2 separate regions of the Anser cygnoides genome follow, and region 2 is linked to region 1. The links are chromatin contacts, called in public Hi-C maps. All regions are on one chromosome and are shown on one strand. Each heading gives the region's core, a stretch centred on a gene start, on an enhancer-like site or on the middle of the called end of the contact. The rest is flanking DNA. Distances are from core to core; before and after follow the strand shown. Region 1 holds the start of C9H2orf72 (chromosome 9 C2orf72 homolog). Region 2 holds the start of ABCC5 (ATP binding cassette subfamily C member 5).

Evidence for each region. Hi-C and Micro-C count contacts between places; a contact is called where the count stands out from the background.
Region 2: a contact with region 1 is called in a Hi-C map of liver, with 7 times the contacts expected there. The contact joins the promoter of ABCC5 here to the promoter of C9H2orf72 in region 1. A contact is called at or near these places in 2 of 7 Hi-C or Micro-C datasets (both in liver).

What each region holds. Positions count from the first base shown.
Region 1 is chr9:16,743,432-16,747,078 of Taihu_goose_T2T_genome, forward strand. C9H2orf72 (chromosome 9 C2orf72 homolog) reads left to right here and starts at 1,832. Exons shown (of 3, transcript XM_048076852.2): 1 at 1,832-2,455. The coding sequence starts at 1,894.
Region 2 is chr9:17,519,613-17,523,066 of Taihu_goose_T2T_genome, forward strand. It overlaps ABCC5 (ATP binding cassette subfamily C member 5), which reads right to left and starts at 1,514. Exons shown (of 40, transcript XM_048076749.2): 1 at 1,358-1,514; 2 at 440-614. The coding sequence starts at 568.

The sequences.
Region 1 (3,647 bases), core at 582-3,081:
GCAAGAGCTTTTCCTTGGCTTGGTGCTTGCAGGGAGGAGCTCTTCAGCTGTCTTGTTGTACAGATCCCTTCCTGGAGCCCTTCTGCTTGTGGCTGGCTTCTGGAGAACCCCCGGCATGAGATCCATACCTAAAATTCTGTCAGAGGGGAAGGTGTGAGCAGAGAAACCCCAGGGCTGTGGGCTGCTGGGGACCTGCACCTTCCTGATGGCCCTGATGCTGCTCCTGGCACGGCTCCTGGTGCTGACTGCACCCAGGGCTCTTCTCCCCCGGATAAAATGCAGGGCCACGAGCAGGATTCTGACCAGATGAGAGGAAATCCTTGTAAATGCAAAACCTGGGCAACATTAAGGCCAGACCTGGCTGTTGAACTGTGTCCGACTGTAGCCCTGGCACGCTGACATCTGCTCTCAGGATCCCCACGCTGGCGCGGGACCGTAGCCTCTTGCAACAACAGACCCTGATCTTTGGAAGAGGGCCCTAATCCTCCTGGTTTATCTCCCCCAACCTGGTTATCAGCACTAGTCAATGAGTAAGTTACTTTTACTAAGAGCTAGGGCAGAAACTCTCTGAAACCCTTGCCCAGGCTGTCCAGCCCCACGGTGCTGGCGTGGGGCAGCGTTTGCTAAGCCCGTTGTAGCTGGACCACGCATTTTCCTGGCTTAAAACTGGTGGCACACAGCGACCTCCCTGAGCTGCCCCACCTCGGCTGTGACTGAGGAGCTGCTGGTGGCCAAGGGGAAAGTCAGGGAGCGGGCACGCTGGCTCTGCCACCTTAGGGGCACCTCTTGGCAATCACAGACCCCAGGTGGCTGGGTGGGTGCATGGATTTCTGCTCTGCTTTCATCCTCGGCGCTCTGAGACCTCCGTGTCCCACAGAGGTGCTCTGCAAGGGCAGCTGCCTGCCGCTGGCACCTCTGAGCCATTCGTTCCCTATCAAACTGGGAGCTATTAAATGTTTGGGGGGAGTCTGGGACCTGTTTATGACACGGAATAGGGAAAGTGTTAACCGCGTGTGCTGCGGGTAAGAGCTTCCTGGTTCACCTCCAGGCGTGCCAACGCCGGGGCTGGGCACTGCACTGGCCCTCATGTGGCGTTCATTCACTGTCGGCTGGCAGAGCTCGCTCGTGGCCTCTTCCCTGTGCCAGGGCTGTTAAACACGTGCCAGCACTGAAATCCTAATTATAGCCCCGCACTTACCCCTGCAAACATCCTGTGCTCCCATGGGACGTGTCCCAGGGCCGGTGGGGCTGAGGGGCTGTGTTTGTGCTGGGGGGGGGATGCGGTGTTTGCAGAGGGGGAGCGAAGGGGGATTGCGTGGGAAGGGACCCCGAGGTGCAGCGTGTGGGGTGGGGACGCAGCTTGGCTTTGTGGTGCTTCTGGGGCTTTGCGCTCGTGCAGGAATTGGGGAACCTGTGAGCCGTGGGGTGGGTATGGCCCTTGGGGTGCTAGCTATTCCCCACGGCGTGGTGTTATCGCGGTTATAGCACAGCCAGCTGTGGGCTACAGCCCGAGGTGCCCACGGAGGCCACCCCACCGCCACCCCGTGTCACAGCGTGTCACACACTGGGGGTGCACATTACACCCGTGGGGCGTGCAGTCACGGTGCCTCATGCACGCCCCCTTCGCGACCCTCACATCCTCCTCTACCCCTTCCCACCTTCTCTCACCTGCCTTCCAGCACCTCCCGAGTTCGCCGGGGGCCTCGGCGCACCGGGGGGGGGGGGGGGATGGGACCGGGGGGATGCTTTGGGGCCGGTTGGGGTGGGAAGGGATGGGGTTGGGATGGGGCCAGCCCCTTGCGGAGCTCCGGGCCCGGTGCCGGGAGGCGGGCCGGGGGGCGGTGCGCTGCTGCGGGCCGGGCTCGGCGGAGGCTGCGGAGGAGGCTGCGGAGGATGGAGGCTGCGGAGGAGCTGCGGGAGCTGCGGGCGCTGGTGGAGCGGGCGGGCGGGCGGCGGGCGGTGCTGCTGGTGGCCGAGGTGGCCGAGGGAGCTCCGGCGGCCTCCGCCTTGGCCTCGTTCGCCCGAGACTTGCTGGGAGACGAGGCTCCTCCGGCACCGGGACCGACACCGGGACCGATACCGGGCTGCCCCTCCCGCTCCCGGTGCCGGTCGCGGGGCGGCGGAGGGCGGCGGGCGCTGGCGGCGGGGCTGCTGCTGGTGCTGTGCCGCGGCGGGGCGGCGAGGGGCCGAGGGAACCGGGCACGGCTGCGGGAGGTGGTGCGGGACGTGCGGGGCCGCCTCCCCCCGGGGCCGCCGCCCGCCGCCGTCGTCGGTGTCCTCCTGCCCGGGGGGGACGGGGAGGACGCGGCCGTGCTGGACGCCACCCTCCGCCGCCACTTCCCGGCCCCGGGAACCGTGCAGGGGGCTCGCTACAGCCCCGGCAGCCCCGCAGCCCTCCGAGAGTGCCGTGCCGCAGCCTGCCGAGCTCTGCGAGCGGCCCTGCAGCACCCCGCAGGTACCGGGGGTACCGGGCACAGGGTGGGCATCCCGCCCGGGTGGGTCAGGGAGCCGCGTGGTGCTTCCCCGTGGGGTCTGTGCCATCCCGATGGGAGCCCATCCCAAGGAGAAGTGCTGCTTCTCAATGGGATTTGGCCTTCTGCAATGGGATTTGCTCCGCTGGCCGGTGGGATCAATCCCTCCTCGGCTGGACCCGGCTCTCCGCCACGGGAGCTGCGCCGTTGCGGAGCCTCTGCCCCTCTCCAGGGAGATCTGGCTGTTCCCAAAGGGATCGGCTCCGTGCTGGTGGAGTCTGAGCCTTCCCGGTGGGATCTGCCCCTTCCCGGTGGGAATCTCAGCCCTGGCAGCCAGGGAAGGTTGGGAAGCGCCGAAGCAGCGCTTGGATGGCAGGGATGTGGCACGTGGCAGCTGTGACGTGGTGGCACACCGTGCTTACGTCCAGGGGACGGGGGCTCGGGGCGCAGCCCGTGCCGCAGGTCCTGCGGGAGGAAAGTGCTCGTGTCGGCTTCACGGAATGAGTCAGAACAAGTGGGCGTTTGGGTGTCAAACCACATGCTGTTGGTGGCCAGTGTGAGCACCGTGAGGGTGGCAGGATGAAAGCTGGGTGTCACCGGGGCCTCGAGGCGAGAGGCGAGGCGTGTTTGTGTGCAGGCACAGGGCGCTGGGCAGCTGGGCAGGCTCTGCCCCACGGCAGCCACACAAAAAAATACAGGCTCACATTAATCTTAGGCACTGCTTGTCTTGGGTTGTTCCCCTTTCTTCCTCCTTTAATTTTTCCCACTTTTCTCTTGCTCCGCTTCAAGTCCAGGCGCTCCGGCGTTCTGCTCTTTCTGGGCCCTGCCCCTGAGGGGTCCCAGCGGTGCTCTGCAGCTCCACGGGGACAGCTCCTCTGTGACCCCAGGGACACAGGGACAGCCGGCTGCAGCTCAGGGGCTTCTTCCACCGGTTCAGCTCAGGATCCTGGATCTGAATGCTGAGGGGTTTTGAGACCAGTGGGACCCACTGCATCCCCCTGGGACCCGCTGCATCCCCCCTGGAGGGTGTGGGGCTGTCTTCTGCCAACCCTTTGCGCTGAGGCAGGCGTGTCCCCCTTTCCATCTTCCCTCCTTCCGAAGGCTTTTGCTTTCCTCACATTGTTCCTGCTGCAAGAATTCCTTCTGGTGATCTCGCGGATGCCAGTGCACCCTCCA
Region 2 (3,454 bases), core at 264-2,763, 780 kb after region 1:
TTGCATCTAGAGCAAGCTAGACATCTGTCTCAGAAATAATCCTTGAGAAAAACATGGCATGATTAAGAATTTTTTCAGCTGCCAACACTGAATAGTGTGTGATTTGTGCTGAGCTCTTCACTGTTCTTACGTGGTTATAATGATTCTCTTAACTACAACAGCTTACAATATCTGGATTCAAACTGAAATTTGAATAGTAGGAAAAGTGTATTTTGCTTTTAGTCAGGTGACGTTTAAGTTAAAAATGTTTAATAAGCGCTCAAATTTGTTACTAAGGTAGCTAGCTACGCTACGCCTTGAAATGACCTCTCCCACACCAATGAGAATATTCATTATTGACCTTCAAGGTAGTAAATCTATGCTGAGCTGGCACAGCAAAAAGGCTGCTGCATGTAATTTAATGAGCACGGACAGCAAAACAATGACAAAATAAACTGACCTTATGTTTAGCATGCTGAAATTTTGACCCTTCCTGTTCTTCATGCTGCACCGAGTCGGCTCTCTCCCTCACGCTCCTATACCCAGGACTGGGTATAATGTACTCTTTTCCTATGTCGATGTCTTTCATCTTCTGTAAACGCCAGGGTTTACACGTGGATTTGCGCCTCAATAATCTGAAAAGAACCAAATTCAACTTCATTACATGCCATGCCCAACACACTAGTTACTTTTACTCAACTGCTTTTAAAGCTTAGATAAAGTCAGGAAACAACTGCAAAGGAGCTTTGTTAAAAATAGAACTAATAATGTGACTTTGAGAGCCCACGCAAGACCAGCTTCTTCTGAACTAGTTTAAACATACCCTGAGGTGGATAAAGAGTACAGTGACTCTAACGGAGCATTAGCTTATTTCCCTGCTTAGAGCAGTGAAATATTCATTTAGAATGTCAAAATGCATAACCATAACTGCAGTATTTAGGTAAAATATTAAGGGACTAGTCTCAGAAGACCAAGTTTTCCCTGAAAATCCCCCAAAATCCCTGAAATTCCCTGAAAAAGGCCCAAAACTGCACAGACCCAGGAGCTTAGCAGCGCAGAGCCCTGCCAAGCAGACCCCCACCACCTCAGGCGGTCACCCTGCGCTCCGTGGAGACAAACAGCCCGTGCGAGGAGGCTCCGAGCTGGGGCTCGGCACGGACACTCACAGGGAGCAGCCACCTCAGCGGCGCTGCGGGCACCCCTCAGCCCTCCCGGGGGGCAGAAGCTGACAGGAAAACCGGCACGGAGACCACCCCCAGCCCCTCAGGGGTGCGAGGGGGACCCTGCCCAGCCGCCCCCCTCACAGGACGGGCCCTACCGGCGACCCCCCCGGCCCCACAGAGGAGTCCCCGTGCCGGCCCTTTTCCCCCCCCCTCACCTCCGCCCGCCGCCTGCCCCCGCCGCAGCTCTGCCCCTCCGCGCCCGCGGAGCCCAACCACATCCCTTATAGCGGTTCCGGCGTCTCCAGGGCGCATGAGCGGCGAGAAGGGGGGGGTGGGAGGGGGGAGTGAGGAGGCAGCTCCCTCGCGGAGCCCCATGGGATGTGTAGTCCTTCCCGCCGCGCCCACCTCCCAGCGGCGTGAGGGAGGGGAGAGGGCGGGGGACTACATTTCCCAGAATGCTCCCCGGCGGGGAGGGGGGGCTGCCTCCATTTCGGCAGCCCGGCCTCCCGCCGCTGGTGCCGCAGCGTGGGGGGTCTGGAACGTTCGCCGGCGGGCGGCGGGTGGGGCGCGCGCCGAGGGGCTGCAGGCGTGCAAGTGTGCAATGCGAGTGTGCAATGCAATGCAATGCACGTGCGCACTGCAAGTCTGCACTGCACGTGTGCGATGCAACGCGAATGTGCGATCCAATGCAAGTGTGCAACGCAATAGTGCAATGCACGTGTGCAATGCAATGTTTGCTTGTGCAATGTGTGTGTGTGTGTGTGTGTGCAATGCAATGCGTGCGTGTGCAATGCAACGCAGTGCGCAGAGCAACTCGGTGCAACGCAACGCAATGCTACGCAGTGCGGTACCGCGCGCTGCGTGGAGCGGGGGGGACGGATGGCGGCGTGGTTTGGGAAGGAGGTCCCCCCGCAGAGCCTGGGGCCGCGGTGCGGTGCTGCGGGGTGGTGGCGGTGGCTCCCTGTTCCCCCCACGCAGGTTTCGCCGCAGGGCGCTGCCCCGGTGTTGGTTTGCACCAGCATTGTCACCTGCTGCTGCTGGTGAGGTTATTTACAGCCGTGCAGCGGGGGAAGCGGCCGTGTCGCGCTCTCCCCTGCCGAAAGGCTGTAAATAACCTCAGCAGCAGCAGCTCGGGTTGTCTGCTTCAATACCCTGTCCTCATCTGACATCCTCCTTCCAGCAGCCGGCTTTGGCCGATGCCTCCCTTAAGTGGTTTATGTAACAAGCGCCTGTTTGCGCCGCAGTCGCTGCTCGCCTGGCAGGGAGGCTTGCCAGGGCCGCTTCGGCGGAGCTCCTGCCCCGATTCCGGCAAAAATGGGAGTCAGCCGTGCTGCGGGTGCCCTGCTGCTTTGGGACGGGAGCAGAGGCACAGCAGCCGCGAGCACACGTGGCCATTGCATCTTCCTGCGGCTGGTGCCCCAGCGCTCGCGTTTATGCCATTTCACCTTGGTTTGGCTGGGATTTTACTGGCGGAAAAGCTGCGAGGTGCACTTCGAGCTTTATAAATGCTACGTCCCAGCAAAGGGGTTTTAAGGCAGGAGGAGATTTAGAGTAAGGTAGGAGAAGATTTAGAGTAAGGCTCTGAATGCTCATTAAGTAGACCGTTGTCTGCATCAGCCGCCCCGGCACGTGGAGGTAAATAAGCACGCAGGTACTGAGTGGTGCTGTCAAACAGCACTAGCAGAAAAGACGAAGTGAGAACGGCGAAGAGAATAAAAACCCTGTTGAAGCTCCAAGGTGAATCACTTGTGCTGTATTTCAGGGCTTTGACCTGGAATCGTTCCCAGCAGAAGACCCAGCAGCCGGCAGCCCCTGGGCCGAGGAGGTCAGAGCCGCTTCTGGAGGCGGCTGGTTTTGAGCTGAACCCGAGGGCTCTGCATCCTGTGCCTACGTGGAAAGAAGAACGGGAACCTCCGTTGTGCGAAAACGGTTGAAAAATGTGTTGGGAGAGAGGAGCAGAGAGCGTCGTTTCGTCCGAGGGAGCCAGCACCCTGCCTACATTTTGGTGTCCCCTTGCTGGAGCAGATCGTTCTCCCTCCCCGTGGTGGCTGGGGCTGCTGGAGGGAAATGCTGGTGTGGGCATCCCCCCAGCGAGCGTGTCACGAGTTTCCCCCGGTGTTTGTTCTAGGGGAAATGAAGGTACCGGTGCCACCAGCCCAAGGAGGCACAGCTTGAGCTCCGCAGCTGCTGATGCTTTTAGCGCTGCGAGTCCCAGATTGGCCCCAGTGGGATGTCAGCTCTTACACAAACAAGGCCGGCTCAAAACTTGCCCTGGCTCCGGACCTGGGATTTGCTGCCATCAGCCCCGAACA